Regions from separate parts of the Macaca mulatta genome. Here region 2 is linked to region 1. A link is a contact called in public Hi-C data. All regions are on one chromosome and are shown on one strand. Each heading gives the region's core, a stretch centred on a gene start, on an enhancer-like site or on the middle of the called end of the contact. The rest is flanking DNA. Distances are from core to core; before and after follow the strand shown.

Region 1 (4,012 bases), core at 791-3,290:
GCTTGTTTTTGTCCTTAAATGTCTTACAATTGAACAGAAACAGGTAATCTAACATTAATACTGGCTAATATTCACCCCTTAAATTGACAAGGATACACAAAATACAGGATGTTTTCACTAGAAAGAAACTGTATTTAGAAGTTAAGAGAAGTAAATAAATTAGTCTAGGCCCTATGGCATAGCTGAGAAGTTACTTTCTTAAGTAAAAATCTAATACTTGCTTAATGACTCTCTCTCTATATACATATGCCCACACAAAAAGGCAGACATAAAAATATCTGGCTATTTAATATTTTAATACATATTTACATTTCTGAAAGGTGTGAAGACTCTCATTCTATGCGGAGGGCATCCTTTGATAACTCACCATTCACATGAATGGTAAAATAAATGACCCTTTTAAGACAGTATCTATTTTTCCCCAAAGGTGAGGGATATGGTGAACTCTCCCCTTGATCCTACCCACTTTCTTTAAATTCTGTTTAAATTTTGCAAAACAAGCTGTTGTTTTGCATCTCGCTCAGTTATCTTCTGGAACTATATGGATATTGTAGAATTTCTGGAAGGAATGTATAAAAGATAACTAATATGCAACGTGGCTTGCTTGGACCCCATACATTTTTTAAGTGCTTCCTAAGCTATGTTGTCTTCTGCAGAGGAGTTTTGCAAATGTTAATAGGTATAACTTGAAAATAATTTTCCACGATCAAATATATTTGGCTGCACAATACAAGCTCTTCATAAAGCAACACACCACACACTGGCATCTTACAAACCTGGAATCCCACTTTAAAGATCAAACTTGTCTTGATTTAACTACATTTTCAAGCTCAGCAAACTTGTGTGGCCTGAATAGGACAAAGTTAATGTTGTGAAATATGATTCTCCTACTTTTCCCTCACTGCCCCTTCTTCTCCCAATTCTCAGCTTAAATAGCACTTCTTGGGGGGACCTTGACTGACACCTCTAATCGAAATAGGCATTTGCCTTTAGTCTCTCTCATTGTCTCTGGTTCTTATAATTGCATACATATATTTTATTGTATGTCTTCCCCTATTAAATTGAACTTCATGAAGACACGTGTTGTGTCCATTACATTGACCACTTTCCCCCCAGTACCTGCAACTCTTCCTGGCATGTGCTTTATGGATACTCAATAAATATTTATGAATGAATACATGAATGAATGAATGAATGAATGAATGAAATAACACCAGACTTAAAACTGAAATGTGGCTATAAACTCATACACCTAAGTACACACATTGGAGTGTTTTGCACATCAAAAAAGTTCTCCATGGGATATTTTCTGATGTATTTACTGCCTTAAATATGTTTAGAATTCTCCTTTTGGAAGGATCTTTAGAGCTTGATTCAGAGTGTTCTGATTTCATGAAACAGCAGAAATCATGCAGACCTGAATCTGGAAAGCATGGACGGAGTCGTATTTTTTTGGGGGGTGGGGGTCAAGCAACAAAGCTTGTCACTTAACTTGGAGCACAATTTTTGAACTGAAAATTCTTGCATATCACAGATAATCTTGAAGATCATTAAGGAGCCACTGGGAGTGTACATGAAAGAGGGCAACACTTACTTGAATATTGATTAAAAATGAGTGTCTTGACTTGAAAGTTTTATTTCCTAACTTACAAGGTTAATGAAACATCAGAACAAAAGTAACTAATGCATCCCAATCTTGTCAATGGTTTCTAATTGCTCAGGCAATATCTAGGCCAATGTAGCCTGTCCCACCACCAACAGGGTTTCAAAGTCATTGTTAGCAGGGAGTTATCAATTTCCCGTAAGACTTATTTGGGGGACCCTATTTAAAGAGAAAGAATAATAACTGAATGGTATAATGGAGATTCATCTGGTCTGGGTACAATTGCCCCCACATCCCACTCCTTTCTTGCACCATAATGAGATCATGTGTGAAAGCCTAAATTATGTAAATGAAAAGGCTCCACTAATACCACTGAAATATTCCCGGAGTGTTACACTTGACAACCTCAAAGTACATTTCACACTGCTAATGACTTCATCACTAACACAACTGCCATGAGTCAAGCAGTTTCCATGGTAACGCCCTAGTACAGCTGTTTACCCATATAAAGTATTGCACCTACTTAGTTACATATACAGACAGATCACTAGATTCCTAGGTACTGAAATTGAAATAATTCAATTTTCAATGTCTCTCTTTATGAAGTGATTCTGCCAGCTATAGGGATTAGCATATCAATGTGACTTTGACAGGGGTTGCTGCAAAAGACATATTTTGCAGGCACTTCATGTCAATTAGAGCCCTAACTGTTTCATGGAATAATCATTCCTGCCAGATTAAGGTCGGGCTGCAAGGTAATTTAATTGGTGCCATTATATGGAGGAAAAAAATGCTCTAATAGAGTGCATACACTGTCTCCGCCAGGAAAGGGGAGGGCTGCACAAAGCGAATGGCTGAAAAGAATTGCCTTCTTAGCCATTTAGAAAGGATTTAAAAACACCACACATGCCAAAATGGGAACCTCTGAGATGCTATTTCCTGAATTATCTGGGAGGAGAACTTTGAAGGAGAGAGAGGATGTTGGCCAGTTTGTGGTTTTCTCCAAAGCATGTCCCCCCACCGCCCCCCGGAGAAACCCAGAATAGCACAACGACAATTCGATTGATTCGTCACCGTGACTCCTGTGTAGGCTTGAAATGCTCTGGTTGATGTGCAGAGGGGGGATTCATTCTTGTGCGGTGGGGGAGGGACGTCCACAAAGCAGACGGGAAGATCCCTAACGTGCCAACGAGTGGTGTTCAACCACTACTTTCTTCTTCTCCTGAAGAGTGGCCGATACCTTTACTGTCCTTTGCTGTCAAGATTTTCTAATATCGTCCCCTCTTGCCTCTGAGGACACCGGCATGGTTCCTGGTTTCCCACACTTTCGAGGTGAGGAGAAAACGGCTGAGGTTCTGCGTAACTAGGGGCAATAAGTAGCACCACCCAAATTTCCTGATCTTGATGGGGAAAAAGTTGGGAAAATATTCTTGGAGGGACAGGTAATGGATCTGAAGGCATGTTCGTTACCAATAACACATTTAGTTCCTTCATGCTCACTCATCATTCTCCATTAATACCATGCAATGTTTATAGGCGAGAAAGAAAGAATCATCTCATCTTTGTTTTTGTTCTCACTCTTACTCGATCTGAGTAGTCTCCCAATTTGAAGTGCTCTGAACCTGTTAAAGCCTTATGCATCCTATACTGTGAGAAAAACTATTTCGACAATTACTCACACATGACTATGTATCAGTAGTAATTGCTTTATATTTTCACATCTTATATCTTCACCCCTAGCATTTGTGACTTGAAGGCAGGAACTGTGTTTTTCATGTCTATATAGTGCCTGGTTGCCAACACTCAACCCACATGACAGTACTCTCTAACATTCAAAATTCTCTAACATTTATTGATGATGCTGGGAACCATTTTTAAAATATGAAAGAAAGCAATGAATCTTGGAGGACATAGTTCATGCAAGGAAATTACTGATTGTCAGAGATGGTCTCTAATGCCCCTAATTTTCCAAATTAGAGAAGCTGTACAGCTTTGTCTCAGGCAGCGCTGTGTTCTACTTTCCATAGAAATATAATGCAAGCCACATGTGAAATTATAAATTTTCTAGTAGCCACATTAGATAAATCAAAATAAACAGATGAAATTAATATTTTGTTTAATCCAACATATCAAAAATATCATGACAACAAGTAGCCAATAAGAAAATCATTAGCGAGATAGTTTACATTCTTTTTCATGTGAAGTCTTCAAAACCCAGTGTGTGTTTCACACTTACACATCTCAGTTGGGAGTAGCCACATTTCAAGTTCTTAGTCACATGGGGCTGGTACCTACTGTGTTGAACAGCACAGGCCTAAAGTCTCATTGCCAGTTAGTAGCCAAGCCAGGAATAGAACCCAGATCTCCTAACCCTCCGGGCAATATTCTTTTCTCTCCCTGTTGCATGCC
Region 2 (4,355 bases), core at 1,750-4,249, 610 kb after region 1:
TATTTTCCCCCAAGCTAGAACCCCTTCTTAACCGACACTTCTGCCTCTCAGACACTCCACCTTATGTTCGCTGCAAGCCATCCCCTCCCCCACCTCCAGTTTGTTTATTCCAGAGACACATCTATTTTCCCAGCTAAGAGAGACGAGTCCCTTTCCCTCCTCTGGCTCCCGAAGGCGCATTCGCTCACCACCTCCTCCCCCAGCTCAGCTCAGGTTACTGTAGTGGCTAGCAACTCCCACAGCCCAGGTCTAACACCAACTCAACTTCCCAAGACCAATAGTTTGTTTTGGTTTTGGTTTTGTCACCTTAATGGGGGAGGAGAGATCTTGTGCCAAGCAACACTCTGGGTACCTGGTCTCCATATCTTTTGGGGCTACATTCCCTGCAGTTTGCAAATACTCTGTTTAACCACACTTGATTTCTTCTTCCTCTTCCGACTTTCCCCCAAACACTCTGTCTTAATACCCTTTTCTGGGAACAGGCAATGAGACTAAGCACAGGGGAAAACAGCACCTCACCTTCGCTCTGAAACCTGGGAATCCCACGTCAGAGCAAAAGAGCTCATGCCTCCCTCAGGGTTAAGGATGGTAGAAGCCACAGAAATCATGAAAAAGGGGAGGGAGTAACCTGGGATTGTAAACTAGCTACATCTTAAAAGTGCTACAAACTTTCTCCTCCCTCACACGCCCCTGGCTGGTTGGCTCCGCCTTCCCATCCCAGCTGGGGTGTGCAAAGGAAACTGTCCCAGGAATGCCCAGGTCTGGTCCAGTGTTGCAGATGTGGCCTGCACACAACACCGCCCGTCCTCTCCAAATACCTCTGCTCTACCCCATCCCCTTTCTCCCACAGCACACACTTACATGCTTTGCACATGAAGATGAGTTTGGATGGGGCACAGGAGATATACCTATTTACTAAAGGAAGGTAAGAGATGGTGCCAAATTGGCAGATAGTTTTGATGACAGTACAGAGACTTCAAGAAATTAGTTTTTAGTATAAATCTACAGAAAAAGAAGAAAAACAGGATGAAGAGTGAAGGAATGAAAAGAAAAAGAAGGAAAAAGAAGAGAAAAACAAGCAATGCCAGTGGACTCCAACTAAACTTTAAGAGGAAAGGTGTGGATATTTGGCAAGAGGTGGGGGGAGTGTAGGGGCTGGAAAGGAAAGGTATCTGCTGTAGAATTCCAGAATAAACTGCCCTTTTTGGAGGAGAGTTTCTGCAGGGATAAAGAGACACACAAATTGCCCTTTTAGCGTTAGATGTCAACCGTGAGATTATCAGGACAGTTTATTTGAAACGGAAACGAATCGGAAATCCTTCCCACAACAGTCCTTTTAGACAGATACACACCCTGAGAATCCAACACAGACACACATAAAGAATAAATGCAGCATCAGGGGGCAATAAGAACTCCCTTTCCACACTCCCAATACCTCTAGCCTCATCTATTTCCAATTGCACAACTTTCAATCTCCAATGAAAATATTTCCAGTTGGATCCGATTTCAGACTTGTAGTAAGTGGTCTGGATGGGGGGGCGGGGGGAATAGGTGCTGTACTGTGCAGGGGAGGGGGGCTGGAAGACAGTATTTCGGCAGTTAACTTATTTTTTTAGAACCAGCATGCTCTACCGATCAGAAATTGCTATTACCCAACAATGCTTCCATCACAAACAGACACTGAAAACAGCATCCCCGTTATCACCATCTTGCTAAAGATCTGCCCGGTCCAGTTTACCTGACTTTGTCCCTGCGGAACTTCTCAGACAGTATTTCGGTCAAAGAGAAAATGGTTTGGAAGACAAAAACAATAAATCGATACCGAAGGGTTCCCTTTCCGGAGTGATTTCCCACTGGAAACCACCGAACGGGGAAGCCTGCCGTTCATTCCCAAGCCCACGGCTCCTCTAGAAACGCACACAATGCGTGCTTTCAAAACGGCATTCGTCTGCTTTTAAGGGAATTCCTATCTTTTCAGAGTCCCAAAACCAGAGAGCATAAGAAAGAGACTCAAATCCATTGATTAAGATTTTTAAGAAAAAGACTAACACACAGCCACAACACAAGCACACACCAACCTTCGCCGGCTGGACCACTTCTTGCCTGTTCTTCTTTCTATTAACGACACGTTAGATTCTGATACATTCCCCCCCCAAAAAAATCCAACTAGGTTACAATGTAGCTCTCTAGCTCCACTTAACCTGCAAGTTACAAAGAGAGAAAAAAAAAAAAAAAATCCTGCCTTCCCACCCCTTTCCTTACCCCCTCCCCCTCCCGAGTCCACTCCACCAACGCCAAACCCGCCAGCCCCGCCAGCCGGCGGCAGGACCGAGGGAGGGTGCAAAAGGCGGGGGGCGGGGGGGGGGAGATCAGATTAGGCGAAACTCAATAAGCTCCCAGCCCTCCAGCCCAAAGCTTCCACCATCGCCGCCACCAACGAGCCACTCCAATTGAGCCAGCATCGCCGCCCACCCGCCGGCCCGCCGGAATCGCGCCCATCTCCTGCAACCTCGCCCGGACCGGCATCCCGCCCCCTCGGCCCGGTCTCCCCCTTCCCGCCGGGTGCAAAGTCAAAGACCCAGCAAGGCGACGTGAACTTTTGCATGCAGGGCACACACGTCGCCCCCGGTTCCGGGCGTGCGGGGGCCCGCGGCGCAGAGGGAGGCTGGGCGCCCGGGCTCCCGGGCCAAGGTCGCCGCGCGTGCTCACCCATGTCCCGGCGGCTCCGGCTCCGCTGGCCCCGGCGCTCGCTCAGATCCCGGCTCCGGTCGCTCGCCCGAGCCCCCAAAGGTGCTGCTGCGGCAACTCCATGGCGATGAGCATCTGTCAAACGGCGAGCCGCGGGCTGGCCGCCCTAGCTCGGGGGGCGCCGGGGCCCCCGGGCGCGCGGAGGCGGCGGCGAGCGGCGGGCGCCCCGGCCGGCCCCGCGCTTCGCGCCCGACTCGGCCGCCTCCGCCGCGCCACCGATTTATGGAGAGAGATATCAAGGGGGAAAATGGCGTCTCCGGAGCCCGAGGAGTCCTGGAGTAATCACATTCACACACACACGCCCGCACGCACACACACTCGCACACACTCGCACACAGGCGCGCGGCGAGCCCTGCTAATTTTAGCAGGAGCCAAAAAAAATTTTATATATATATATATATATATATCCCCGTCTCTCCGATCAATGCTTTTTTTTTTTTTTTTTTTGCTTTTTTTTTTTTTTTTTTTTTTTTTTTTGCTTTTCTTCAAAGGATGGGTTGGAGCGTTAAAAATGTTGCTGGGTTTGGGCTCGCAGGAGGCGGCGCGCGGAGGGCGAGGGCGCTTTTGCTGAGCTGTGCAGTTCGGTCCGCGGCGCCCAGCGGCCCTGCCCGCCCGCTTGTCCGCCCGCGGTCGCTAGTGTTGCCGCCGCCGCCGCCGCCGCCGCCGCTGCTCCATGGCCGCGCCCGCCCCGCGCCCCCGCCGCGTCCCGTCGCCGCCCGCCCGCGTCCCCGGCGAGCGCTGGACTGGGGTCGGGCCCGTGTGCCTGCCTCCCGCGCCCTCTCCGAGTCCCGGACTCCTAGTGAAAGGAAGGGGGAGGGCGCGGGCGCGGGAGGGAGAAGGATCGGAGCGGCAGCGCGGCCCAGCCGAGCGGGTACCGACCGTCACCCCGCGATCTTCCTCGCAGGGGGCGCCGGCGCCCAAGCTGCTCGCCCGAAGGGCCCAGGGCCGCTTCCCAGACCGGAGCCGGGGGAGGCGCAGCCAGTAGCGAGCCGCGAGCGATCTCTCCCCCACCCGCCCCCCTGCCCCAGTGAATTTCTGTCAATTGAAGGGAGCGGGTCTCTTGCCCGGGGAAAAGGAAAACAGTTCGTGGACGGGCATCCGGGACCCCTCGCCGCCCCCAGCGCCCCTCCCGCTCCCCGGAGCCCTTGCGGCCCAGTGGCTCCTGCGCGCCGGAGTCCGCCGCGAAGACTGAGCGGCCGCGGGGAGCGCCGCGGGCTAGGCGCGTATTCCTGGGCTCAACACTGCCACTATCTGACACAACAGGAGCAGTGTCGGGGGGGGTCCTGCGCGCCCAGACGTGAGCTGTGATAGGCTCTCGAAACTGGGCGCATTTTTTTTTAACCTGGTAATTACATTTCACTTTCAGGGGTTTTTTGGGGTTTTTTTGTTTGTTTGTTTTTTTGTTGTTGTTAAGCGACTTGTATGCATTCAGATCTCGTGCATTTTCTCGTTATTCACGAGAATTGGACACTTGATGAAGGGAAGGACCTGGAGAGACGGCAAACGCGCACTGGCATGCAGTTGTCTTCAGGGTGGTGGGAATGAACAAAGTGGAATGTCTTCAGTTCTTACAAAATATGGTGGCATTTTTAATCTCTGAGTGTATT

The links. A called contact is a pair of places that touch in the nucleus more often than the background predicts.
Region 2: a Hi-C map of fetal cortex germinal zone shows a contact between it and region 1, with 2.3 times the contacts expected there. The contact joins the promoter of SETBP1 here to the enhancer-like site in region 1. A contact is called at or near these places in 2 of 14 Hi-C or Micro-C datasets (fetal cortex germinal zone and fetal cortical plate).

The regions. Positions count from the first base shown.
Region 1 is chr18:47,108,376-47,112,387 of T2T-MMU8v2.0, forward strand. No RefSeq gene overlaps it. Among named protein-coding and RNA genes, the nearest start is that of SLC14A2, 320 kb to the left of the region's middle. Within about 2 kb of position 2,041, at least 6 of the 40 cell types and tissues checked have an H3K27ac peak or open chromatin away from gene starts, as enhancers often do. A contact at or near this core is called in fetal cortex germinal zone, where this site is marked.
Region 2 is chr18:47,712,648-47,717,002 of T2T-MMU8v2.0, forward strand. It overlaps SETBP1 (SET binding protein 1), which reads right to left and starts at 3,000. Exons shown (of 6, transcript XM_002808161.4): 1 at 2,710-3,000.